Regions from separate parts of the Mus musculus genome. Here region 1 is linked to region 2. A link is a contact called in public Hi-C data. All regions are on one chromosome and are shown on one strand. Each heading gives the region's core, a stretch centred on a gene start, on an enhancer-like site or on the middle of the called end of the contact. The rest is flanking DNA. Distances are from core to core; before and after follow the strand shown.

What was found. A called contact is a pair of places that touch in the nucleus more often than the background predicts.
Region 1: a Hi-C map of neural stem cells shows a contact between it and region 2, with 5 times the contacts expected there. The contact joins two enhancer-like sites. A contact is called at or near these places in 23 of 484 Hi-C or Micro-C datasets (the MC3T3-E1 cell line, the N1E-115 cell line, adipose-derived mesenchymal stem cells and 13 more) and 8 of 115 datasets of contacts at active chromatin or transcription factors (astrocytes, craniofacial prominence, differentiating embryonic stem cells and 5 more).

What each region holds. Positions count from the first base shown.
Region 1 is chr2:115,849,943-115,856,414 of GRCm38.p6, forward strand. No RefSeq gene overlaps it. Among named protein-coding and RNA genes, the nearest start is that of Gm31590, 46 kb to the left of the region's middle. Within about 2 kb of position 2,904, at least 41 of the 459 cell types and tissues checked have an H3K27ac peak or open chromatin away from gene starts, as enhancers often do. A contact at or near this core is called in neural stem cells, where this site is marked.
Region 2 is chr2:114,442,149-114,448,709 of GRCm38.p6, forward strand. No RefSeq gene overlaps it. Among named protein-coding and RNA genes, the nearest start is that of Gm31146, 15 kb to the left of the region's middle. Within about 2 kb of position 1,798, at least 14 of the 459 cell types and tissues checked have an H3K27ac peak or open chromatin away from gene starts, as enhancers often do. A contact at or near this core is called in neural stem cells, where this site is marked.

The sequences.
Region 1 (6,472 bases), core at 1,654-4,153, 1.4 Mb after region 2:
CAACAGAAACAAAACAAAACAAAAGCACCCACTAGTCTTATTTGGGAAGGCAGTGGAAAGGGGTCTCCGGTGCTCAATGCTATCTCCTTGCTTTGTTTTTGAGTACGCACTACGTTCAGGCAAGTCTACTTTGGATAATTCCAAGCAAGCTGTTCATGTGAGCAGACGTATAACTCACTGCAAACACAGTGGAAGAGAAATGCTTTCCTCTCCTGATATTTACAAGAGGAAGTAAATGTGTGCCCTTTTGACACTAAGACAAAAGAAAGAATGAGGCAGAACCAAATCTCCTCCTGGGGCCTTCTTAATGTTCTCCAGACCAAACCAGTCTTTTGCGCCAGAGGTCAGATGGACTGGGAAGGCTCAGGGACTCACACATCTGGAGCAGAGGAAGTGACGGGCCCTGAGATACCTTTCGAAGGGGTCTTGGCTAGTGAGAGGAGAATTAGGCTAGTGAGCACATACAGGTTTCTTCCTGGGTAGAGAAGATAACGACCAGGCATTTCTTCCCTTCTACCAAGTCCTTCTAACTTGGCTCCTCTAAGAGGGAATTTTCAAAACCCACCTTGGGGGCAAACTGTCTCTTTCCTCTGCTTTCCTACTAAGCAAATACAGAGCAAGAGCCTGAGGGCTTTGGGGGCCCATGTTACTCTTTTTAGTCACTCAACTAACAGTGGCTATAGGCCTGCACCCCGGTTGGATTAAAGATTTAGAGGTGGAAGCGATGAGGTGGCAGAGTGGGACTAAGTGGCAGTTACTGCTTACCTCATGCCAACATTGCTCTTGCAGCTAAGGGGTGGCCCCCACCCTTAGTACCATCAAAATTCAAGGTTGCTGGAACAGGGTGGGCCTGGGCATCATCAGGGACCTCTGACACTTTTCTCGGGCTCTAATTTAAAGGGTAATGACGTCCAAACACTGAAGGAATTAGATGTAGTTCTTTCGGCTGGTGCCTATCCAGGGCCACCTTCTCTTCACTTGGATGACAAATTCCATGTGTCCACTCTGCCTAGTGGCTGCAAGCCCCTAGAATCCTTCAGACTTGAGGACCTAGGAGCTTGGGAAGAGCTGAGGGAAAGGGAGAGGGAACAGGATTGTCCTCTCCTCTTACTGAAGCCTGACTGTTCAGGAGAGGTGTGTACCTCAGGGCCAAGAGATAAGAGGGCCTCCCTCCTTGCGGTTTCCCGGCTTCCTATGACTCTATGCTAGCTCTGCTCTTGGCCACTGTGATAGGAGACAAGGATGGGAGAAAAGGGTAGGGTTGGGGCGAAAAAGAGGAGATGATGGTTACAGAACTTTGTGCTTGTACCTCAAACAGAAGGGAAAAAGAACAGGGCAGGGGTGGGGGAAGGAGATAGCTCCCACAGGACTAAACAGTAACAAGGAGTGGGCATTTCAATGAAACCAGGGTTTTCGCACACTGGGGGTGGGTGGTGATATTCTGGGGTTCTGGAATGGACACCTCCTTTGTCCTGTAGCTGGGCTGATGGTCAAGTGCCCATGTCAGAAGCTTTAGGCTTCCTCTGGGCACAGTGACTTCCTTGACTTGGTTTGGCTTGGTTTACGTGCAAAGGAAAATTATGACTCCTGTTAGTTTTTACATCTTTAAATCACTATTTCCTGAGGTTTGTGTTTCAGGCCAAGTGAAGTAGATAGTTGAGGAGAGCTTGGGTAATTCCAAATAAAAATTTCCTGGAATGATAATTTGTGTAAAATCTTCTAAGGAGGCTAGCTTTTATATGTCGATGTGGATTGGATTGGTTCCCTCTTTGGCTAGAAATATATATTAGCTGTGTGCACGGCTACACTAATATTCTAAACATCACACACAATTCCATTTCAACTCCTGACAGTCCCATAGTTTACTTCTGTGTGAGTGAGTACACTTCCGAGAGAAAAACTCGGAATGGTGGTCAGCCCCAAAGATGAGTCAAAGAGGAGAGGAAAGAAACATGCCTTCTGGAGGAGGTGAGGAGAAAGAAGAGAGAGATGGAGGAAGGGAGAGGGACCAATAGTGGAGGAAGAATGATGGGTGGGTGAGCAGAGACGGGGTGGTGTGAGGATACCAAGGTCAGTGAAGCCCTGGACTCCACCCTCAAGCCCAAATAGCTCTCCCAAGAGGTTCAGGTCCAGTTTCAGGCAGTCTCTTGTGCCCCCGGGGGACCTTGTGTCCAAGGTCCCCTGGGGGCTTAATTCACTCCTGCCCTCTCCACAGAATGACTTTCGAACCTGGAAAAAATAATTGCATTAGAGCAGATTACTTAGAACCGATAGTTATCCGTCTTCTGCTGTTCGACAGAAGTCTATTAAATTCGGCACAGCCATTACCAGCTGAGCTCTAGAGCGCGCCTTCATTAAGAAAATTAAAACTGTGTTTTTCGAACCTAAGCCAAGCCTGTTCAGTCTCAGGCGTCAGTGGCCACCCCCGGGGTTTCCCTGAGCCAGGTTTTTCTTTCTTTCTTTCTTTTTTTTTTTTTTTTTTTTTTTTTGCCAGAATCAATCTCTTGGACCCGGCAGGTCTGGGCTGGAAAGATTGAGTGTGGTGACAGTAGCTGGAATGTTGGGATATTCCAGCTGAAGAACTCCATCATTCTTCTTGACCCCCGCCTAGCCTATGGCCTCTTGACTCTCCTCGCATGAGTCTTTACCCTGAGGCTTTGCGGTTCACGGTGGGCACACCTGTCTGGGCGTGGCTCCGGGGACACAGGTAGCATAGGGATGCGGTGGGATCTGCTGAGGGGCCTGAGTAGAGCCAGGAACTTAGACAGTTGAGTGCCTGAGTCTGGATACAGACACAAGTGCACGTGTGTGCCGTGCACGCGCGCGCGCGCACCACCACTGCAGCGCCTGCTCTCTCCATCGAATGACACAGAACAGCTGCGACACTAGAGTAGCCAGTGAGCCTTTTGTCCACCCAAGCGCAGGCAGCCCGCCAGGCAGTCAGACGGGCGGTGGCGTGTGCCTCCGACCCTAAGGTCTTGTCCCTTTGGCAGACTGCTGGGCCTTCGGGGACTTACTTGGGTTTCCACTTTGGTTTGGCGACACACCCTGATGAGTGTCACTTGGAGTCTGGGCGCCACTTCTATCTAGCTTGGGGCGGAGGGAACAGGTGGGAAGAGTAGGCTGCCAGGAGGTCCCATCCCTTTCTCTCTCCCCAGACACCCCAGTTTTCCTGAATCTCTGGTGGAGAGAGGGCTTCAGTGCTAGGAGAGCGGGTCACTCGGTGAGAGAGGTTGAGATGTGGCATCTGTAACTGTACAGTTGATTTTTTTTTTTTAAAGCACGGTTCATTTTATATTTTTGTTGTTGGTACCTGTCTCTCTTTGTTCAGCATTTTGCCTTTTGAAATGTTAATTATTCAGGACCCCTCCGAAATGTTCACCCAATTCAAGTTTCTAAGGAAAACATAGAAAAAAAATATTTGCGTATGTGGAGACACTCTTTCTTGGGACTCTAGGGGCAAAGAGAGGCTGCATCTTTGTCAGACTGCCCAGTGATGGAAAGCTTAACCACCTTTTTCTGTAAAGTGTGGTTATTAGGGCATCAGGATTCAGATGCAGGCTTGGGTGCTGTTGAGAGAGGGATGGGGTGGAGGGTACCTACTTGAAAGTGCACAATATTGGTATCTAATTCTCTTTCTCACGAACTCAAATGGATACAAAAAGCTTGCAAAATTCAAGTGACACCAGTCGCCTGATAGCTGTGGACAAGGTAACTAACATCTTTTACATCTGCACAACTTTCAACCACAAAAACGCTGGACATTAAAAATAAAGTTCTTCTAAGCAAGAGGGAAAACTAAAGGCTGATATTAGTGTTTTCTTTTATCCCATGGAGGTATCAGTTGATCCCGTTTCTTTTGTCGGCCCAACTGAGCAAACTAGAAGGGAAGAGCAGTCTCTGACCAGCAACAAATCCAGGGTGTTAAAAGCAAGTTCCTTGGATGATTTTTCTTTGCCTTTAAAGCAAAACAAAACAAATTTTAAAATTTTATTTCCTCCTGGAGAGTTAATTTTGTTGCCAAAACATAGGCATGGGGCTGTTAACAAGCCATTTGAGAAGCTAAGTCTCGGTGATCTCTTTCTTGCAATCATAATCGGCAAGTGGCTTAAGATTGATGGTGAGGTATTTTCTGTCTCTTCTGGAGGACCTTCGTGTCAATTTATTTAGAACACTGACCAGACTGTCAATGCCTCCCAATTTTATTAAGCTGTTTGTAACCAAACACAGTGGGATTTCTACCCTTCCTCCCTCGTGAGTGTGAGAGTATAGTGCTGACTGCTTCTTGTTCTGAGTTCAGCTGCAGCGGGGTCCACTCCCTTGTGTTTGTTTTATTGTGTTTATATAGTTGCACGGACAGCTATGCATTCCCTGGGCACGCAAATACCTATGTACACATATATTTAAGGCGGTCCATGTGTTGTGCAGTAACTTCTCTTACACTTTACTGAGCTTAAAGGGGACCTTTCAAAAAAGTCAACCGCAGTGGCAGACTTCCTCAGAGAAGAATGTACTTTTAAAGTAATGCAATGAACTTCAAAACAGATTCCTTCTCGGCATAACAGCTTGCTTGCTGGTGCATATTTAAATCTATCTCAGTTATTACAATAGTCCCTAACAATATTTCAAGCTCAGCTGCACTTAGCCATCCCTATTCTGCCCAAAAGATCTGGGTTAACTCCCACCACTGCCTTTTCCTAGAAGCGCCCCTTTCTGTGGGGTCCCAGGGTGCCTGACCCAGACCTCCAACATCCACAAACGAGGGTGGGGATCTGAGATGTGAAAGTGGAATCTGCAGAAGAGCCAGGGTAGAGAATGGATTGCGCAATCCAAGAATTAGAAGCACTGGGGAGGAAAGACACACCTTTTCCAAATGCACCGTTCTTTCCTTCCCCAGAGCCTCGTTCCTCAGAATTGCTCTCAGAAAAACCCGCAATCTGATTCTTTAAAATAAAAACCAAAAACTCCCTGAGAAGCCAAAGTCGTTCCGCGTGGTAGATTGCCATGTCTGATGTGGGGGGTCCAACTGCGGCGGGGAGACCCTTCTGACACGGCTGCTTTGTCAGCGTCTTCTCCCAGAGGCAGAGGCGATGGAGATGGGTCGCGTTACCTGCTTGCTTGCGCCTTCTACCCTGTGCAGAAATCCCAGGAGAGAGTAATCTGGACGCTAGAAGTACGCCGCTGTGCACCAAACCCCAACTCTCTGAAACCAAACGGCGCACCTTGCGGTGCAGAGAGATGAAGTGCTTACACTCCGGAGGCGGCAGGATATTGGGGTGCGCTTCAGCCGCTCTGTCCGCGTTCAGCAAAAGCAAGAAAACAGGGTCAGGGAAGAAAAACACAGGCATGGAAAAGACCTGTTTGTGTATGGATACTGTGACAACTAAGACAGACAGACAGACAGACAGACACACACACACACACACACACACACACACACACACACACACACACACATTTTGAATGCTCTGGGATCCCAAAGATGTGTGCAAAAGGAATTACCTCAAATTGAGAACTGCTTAAATTCCAAAAGCGATTCCTGTAGACTTTTATAAACCTGTGAAATCCCCCCCCCCGGAGTTTGCTTTTACAAGTACAAGAAATATTATTTGGCATTTCTTGTTGCCCCTCATCAGATATCTATTTTTTAATAGCAATAATAATAAAAAGCCTTCAGGGTTGTCCATTAAAATATATCTTTGGAAGTTAAATCTGCAAGGGGGGAAAAAGCAAACTTGATCAAACCCCTACAGAATAAGGAGATTAGAAAACGAATCCTTTTGCTTAGGCATTTGGTCGTTTATTCCCCGAGGCCAAGTGAAAGGTGTGAGTACTTTCCTGTTTTATTATTATTTTTAAAATTTATTCATTTAAATGTTCAGCCATGACAAGCTATTCCCTCGCTGCAGCGGACGAGGGTGAGAGTAGTGGAAAGGGTAGGTGGAGAAGGGTGGGGGGCGCAGAAAAACACCGTTGGCTTCGCGGGGGGCTGTCCCGCCGCGGTCTGCCCTGAAGGCCAGCAGGGGGCGCTCTGATGTTATCTGTGGACCAGCCCGCGGAGCCGCTCAGAGCTCGGTGACACAGGCTTGGCGGTTTCACGCAGCTGCAAGAGGAAGGGGAGGAGGATCGTACCTCCTAAACCCTCAACAACGATTCCACTCGGCTTATTTACCTTCGGCTGGAAATGTATCTACGTTTCACTTCAACTAGTTTAGTGCTGCAGCTCCGACCTCTTTTCATCTGTGTCTTTACAGAGCACATATAATCACACCCTCTTGAAATATATATTAATGCAACTTATTAGAAACGACGATGAATAGTCAACATTTTTTTCGCCTGTTAGTTCCGCTGATCCAAGCAGGATTTATTTGCAGGTCTCACATCCCGAAGTCATAATGCGCCCCCATCCCACCCCCCACCCCCCTTAAATAAAATTGGTCAAATGTTGACAACCTGTAAGACAACCTACCAC
Region 2 (6,561 bases), core at 548-3,047:
GCTTAAGACAGATAGTTCAACTACATCTACTTATGAATGATACTACACAGATGTGAAGAATGAAATGGGATGTGCATGGAGATTAACAAAAAATTTGGGGTCATGGTACCTTTCTGTGATATGTGCAAACCCCCCCCCCCCCCCCCCCGCTTTGCTTTGAGGAATTCTTCAGGCCTTATTTTCCGGTCCTGTGAACAAGCACTTTTTTTCTTTTATCCTGTGTTTGAATCCCTTTGTTCACCCCCTTTCTGACCTCAGCCACTGCCACTCCTTTTTCCTAATACACTTTTCATTGTCAGCTTTCTCGCCTCTTCATAAGCATCTCTTTCCTCTCCTGAAGTAGTTTAATAAAGTAAGCCTCAAGTATTAGCATAAGCCTAGCCAATACAAATATCTAAATGTTCACATAATTCCGAATGATTTCATGAAAAATTTCTTTGATTACAATTACTTAGGGGGAAAAATCATGTTAAAATATATCCTTTCTAATTGTACCCAACCTAAATGCACTCAGATATTTGCAATTGTTAATAACCTAGTTGATATTAACAACATGCCTAGTATGTTGCCTACCTGCTCCTAAGTGACAGTGAATTTATGCTTTGCATAGAAATTTTCATGTCTCAATAGCCTTCTCTTGGCCCATCAGCAAGTTCCAGTGCAGGGTCCACCCTCAAGTTGGTTTCTGTTCTGAGCTGTGATTAGGCATGGCTCTCATTCTGAGCTCCGGTTGCTCCCACTGTTTAGGGCTGATGTTGCAGCAGAACTGACTTAATGGGCAGCAGGATCTAGGTATTTTTTTTCGGGCTTCTAGGCTGCAAGCCACAGAAACAGGCCTATTGCAAAGTCGGCTATGACTCTCCATGGGTCAGATCAAGGTTTTGGGACTAACTAATATAAAAAAATAACTTTTGTAATTATTCATTTGGATAATAAAATATTCAAATGCACCAGAAGGAAATCCCTTGAGGCTAGGCATTCTAGAAAGTGAACATTTCTGCAGTGAGCAACATTTTGGAGAGGGAGGGCCTGAGATACTGCATTCAGGCCCCACCCCCGCTTTGTCTAAAACCCTGGCATTTCTCATCTGTCATAATGTGTTTACTTTGAGCATAACATTTTAAAGGTATTATTTTGCCTTCTAAAAACTTACTCCTAGAAGGCTTGTTTTCCTTCACAGGCATAATTATATCTCATTTCTTCAATCATTACCTCATATTTTAATAATATGCTGCCATTTGGGCATAGCTATAACCATAATAATGAACAGAGTTCAAAGATCACTATATATATAGATGGCATGAACCATTAGCAAGAAATATTCTACACCACGGAGAGCACACACTACAAAACTCTAAAATCCACTATAGAATTCTGACTAAGGCATCTTTCTGTGTAATTAACATAAATCTCTTTATAAAACATGCTAGTTTTAATAACAAATAGGGACATTTTTACAGGAAAAATAAAGAATAGAACACAAATAAAATTATAATATGAATAATTTAGTTATCTCTTCATATCTCATCTCAGCATTGTGCAGCTATAATGGACCTAAACCAGAACTATTTCACTTAAAAATAGGCCTATTTCTTTTTCATATATGTCATTGAGATTCATATCATCACTCGCACACAAAAACACATAATTAATCCTAATTGTTACCAACACTCAGAAGAAGAGAAATGGAATCTGTGGTTTCTCTCTTTTATGTGTGCTAAGCCTTTCTGCCCACAAGGGCACCATTTAGTAAATTACTTCCTCTGAAACTCTGGCCAGTGCCCTCTTGGCCCAGAGGAGCTAATGCAGTTGCTAGAGGTGAGTCACTGAATTCCTTTGTGACAGAAAAATGAAACTCAGTGACTGTTCAAGGATGTCCTACTTTGCTATGAATGATGACCCAGAAACAAGGGGAAAGGCACTTCTTCTTCGAAGCAAGTCTTAACAGGGAAAACGAAGAATGTGCATAGTAAATGCCCAGAGTGTTGGGTAGGAAAAGAGGGTACAAAAAGAAAATAGAAGCTTACTGAACTTTCCCCATGTGGTCATTTGTCAACTTTGAGTTTTTAAAACCAAGATGATTTAATTCTATGTTACTCTCTCACTGTGTCTTAGTTTCACTTAGTATTAAAGGGGACAGCACAATCACCCTGAATTTTCTGGCACTCTAACCTCTAGGTTCTACTCCCTGAGAGTCCCACACCTCAGCCATCCAGCTGTTTGTTTGTTCCAAGTCTGCCTGACTCTACATTTCCCCAGTAAGCTGTCATTGGGTTTTTGGTGCAGCCATATTCTGAAACATGTTCCAGTTCCTGAATCGACTCCTAATAATAGCAATTTATTCTATGCTTCAGGATATAGATTTGCTGCCCCACGGACTTTCTTCTGTCCCTATAACTTCTCTCATCCAGTCTTCCCCTGTTCCCATGTTCCACCTTACCCTACCAGACAAGTCCCAAGAGGTGACATGTTATTTATTTCCTTAGTCATGGCTAAGTTCTCAAAGAATCTGTGTGTCCTATTGCCTCTAGATCAGCAGTTCTCCACCTGCAGACCATAACCTTCTTGGGAGTCAAGCAACACTTTCACAGGGCTACCATATCAGATAGCCTATATGGAAGATACTTACATTATGATCATAATGTAAATTACAGTAGCAAAGTTACAGTAATGAGGTAGCGATGAAAATAACTATGGATGGGGATCACCACAACCCAGAAAACTGTATTAAAGGGTTGCAGCATTAGGAAGGCTGAGAACCACTGCTCTAGACGCTCCTTGATCCCACAGGTCCCATTTCACCTCAATTTACAGATCATTGTTACTAAGAAAAGTCTTTACACAGTTTCTGCTTTCACAAATAGCTTTCTTGGTATTGACCTTTCAAGATCAACTAGATCATATTCATTGGGACTATAGATGTTCAAAAGGAGTCTTGCCAGTGTGTCCAACCTGTGGTCCATGGCAGTATGTCTCTCTGGATAGCTGCTATGAAAACCCCAAAACATTTATAGACCACATCACCATGCCATAATGCAAAAAGGCACTGGAATTGAACAAAATCCCTCGTTGCGTTTTATTTATTTATTTATTTATTTATTTATTAGAAATTTTCTTTATATACATTTCAAATGCTATCCTGAAAGTTCCCCCCCACCCTTCTTCCCTACCCAGCTGAGTGTACTCAGCTTCTGTCACACTCTCCTCCCAACATTGACGTCTGAAGACCCAGTTTAATCAACATTATTCATCCTTGCTGAGAACCTGTTATATTCCACACACTATGCTTGAGATAAAATTATGATAAAGTGTTCACAGTCCTGTTTGCATAGGGCATTGTGTAGTAAAGAAGTTCAAAGTTACTAAAACATTCCCAGAGACAGAGGCACACTGGCGCCCATGGCAGTGGGGAAAGGTGAAAGACAGAATGTACTAAGATTCTGGTTAGTCAGGTCAGGGAATTAGGGGGCATTCCTAAAATGGGAAGTTTGTGCAGAGTATAGAGAAATGCATGCAAAGGTCCTGTGACATGGTGACCTACAAGAGCACAGTGACACTGGGTCTTCTCACTGCTCTGGCCACAAGGCTGGCAGCCACCTCAGGACTGAAGGACTATTTCCAAAAGAGCTTTAGTACTGAGACCACTTTTGTCCCCTAAAAATGCTACCACTGTATCTTTGCAATTTAGGAAGAAACTGAGATTGAGCAGAACGCTAGTACAACCCAGCTGCCCACAGCTCCCTCCTGTCCCATCAGGACTAACCAGCTCCACCCTTAAGCCTCCTACTTTCTTCTCATTTAGTCTGACCTTCATAACCTTTTCTTAGGCCCTGCAGAAGTCAGAATTTCTGGGTGACATCTCACTTCCATAGCCACAATGTTATTCCCCAGCTGTTTTCCTCACTGTGAGACCACCTTATGCTTCAATTCTGCATCCTTTCCCTGAGTCCTGTGGAGAAGTTTTTGTTTTGTTTTGATATTTTTTGTTTTCCATTCTCTACTCTCATATTCTAGGATCCAGAGCTGGTAATTTTGCCCTTTTCTTTAGAACTTCTAACCTCTTAGCAATTCAATCCTCTACTAGATAACCACCACTTCCCACTTGATATTGTTAGATATTAATCACTGTGGTCCCACACTCATTCACTAACTGACTTGGATCCTGCTTCACTGCCTTTGTGACTTCCCCTGTCAACATCCTTGATGGCTTCTACATGTGAGCAAATAGTCCATCTGCCAAGGTTTGAATGGATTCTTCCAAAGCTCACATGTTAGAAGTTTAATCTATGAATCACTGTGTTAATGGGACTTGGTAAATATTTAGGAATGGATAAAAATCATGATAGTAGAGTCCCTGTAGTGATATTAATACCTTTATATAAAGGGGAGGAGATTAAAGGATAAAAGATGAAGAGGGACAAGGAGGGAGGGAGGGGGAGGGAGGGAGGGAGGGAGGGAGAGAGTAATGAGTCTCTAAGCTAACACACTTGCTTCATGTCACCTTCGCCATGGTATGCTTTGTTATGTTGTAATGTAGCACAAAGGTCCCTATTAGACACAGAGCCCTTCAAAAACTACATGTGATCCTCTAGCCCCTGAAAAATGCTAGAGAAAAACCAACTACATAGATATCGTGTTAAAATTTGATTACAAATTTCTGCTGCCCAATCCCATTAAAATTCCCTAGTGTCATGCCTTCCTTTCTGTTGCAGTGACAAAACAAACAAGCAAACAATCAAATGACGACAACAACAACAAAGCCCAACTTCTGACCAAAAGCAGGTTAGGTGAAGAAAGAAATTATTTTGGCTTCCATGGAACTGTGAATTCAAGGCAGAAACCTGCGAAGAGGAATTGTGAAGTGACACTGCTTGCTGGCCTGCACTTTGCCTCCTTTAGACCCCTGCTCCTATAAGTTTTTGGGCTTTCCTATACTGCCCTCAAACACCTGGTTTGGTACCATTCACAGTGGGCTGGGCTCTCCTCTGAAGGCCAATCTTATAAAAATAGTTAATTACTCAACTGAGACTCTTTTCTCGGGAGATGTGGACAGTTGATGCTAGCTACTGCATTTCATATTTAAATTTTCTCACTCTTTTGACAACCACTTTATATATCCCCCTTTCTCTAAATTGATGAAATATCTTCTTCCCATCATGCTGCATCTTCCCCAAGACAACCATAGAATCATTCTTCTCTCATTTAAGATTAATCATTCCATTCCAAGTTTCCACTTATTCAACCTCATGGAGACTTGTGTTCTGAAACTACTCTTTTCCTACCCGGTGTGCTGTTTTATTGGAATGGGTTATAACTGTTAACATATAAAATATTCTTTAATTCCTTCCATCTTAAAAACAATATTTTCTTATTCTACTTCTCATACCTAATTTCCCCTGTCAACAATATTTCAGCTGCATTTAATAGCAAATTCCTTGAAGTCAGGGCCTATATTCACCGTCTCTCCTCTCATTTCAGTTCCACTGTGAACGTTATCTACCAGACTTTCCCCCTACTAGTCTGCTGAACTGTGACTGGTCTGAGTTCTCAGTACACATTTACAAGCCACTCGGCTCAGTTTTCTGATATAATTTTTTTCTATTCAGACTTTTCTTTTTCCACTATATGATTATTTTTAAAGATACACCTCTTAATTTTAAAATAAAATATAATCATGCTATCCAGTGGAGGACATTCTCCATTTCTTCTTCCAATCCCTGCCATGTCTCCCTTTCACCTGTTACTCTCTCTCAAATTTATGACATCCAAACACATCAATGGTATCTACAACCTACTGAATCTGTTTAGTGTTTCCTGGATATATGTGATTTCAAGGCTCACCACTTAGAATTGGACAATTTAGAGGCCCATCAATTGGAAAAACAAGTTCTCCCTCTCTCAGAAGTACGTGGTTGTCTAGAGTTCTTTGTCTATTGATGGAGACCTGTGAGAGAGCTCCTTTCCATTTCAATATGTCTACTGGTATTGTTGAGTTATCATGTATTTAGATTCCTTGTTATTTCTAGGAGACATGATTTCATTTCTTTTTTTTTGTCCTCTGGCTCTTATCACCATTTGACTATTTCTTCTAAGATTTTCCCTGAGTCTTCAATGTGGGACTTGTGTTGTAGGCATATCCCTTGCACCCGTGAGTCCTATGGTAAGTGTGTTTATGCATTTTGACCTGGGATGTGTACTATAGCTAGAGTAAAGAGAACCAAGAAAGAAGGGTAGGCAGTAAGCTAGCAGAATGGGGTACGGATGGGTTATCATATACTGCTCATAAGCCACATTGAACAGCTTCAATTTTTTGTGAAATTAATGGTATTTACTGAATTTTGTGATCGATTTTATATTACTAGAAGATAATTGTGAATTCTATGTGGAGAAGAAATTACAGGGGAGAGAAAAAGAGAAGTGTGGAGAAGACTTGGTCACAAGTCTGTTATATACCACAGAGAAGAATGGGGGTGGCATGAATGAGGAGTGTATGGATGGAGAAGATAGGCTGCAGACAGACAGAAACAGACAAATTATGGAGCAGAGGTAGTGTAATTTGTT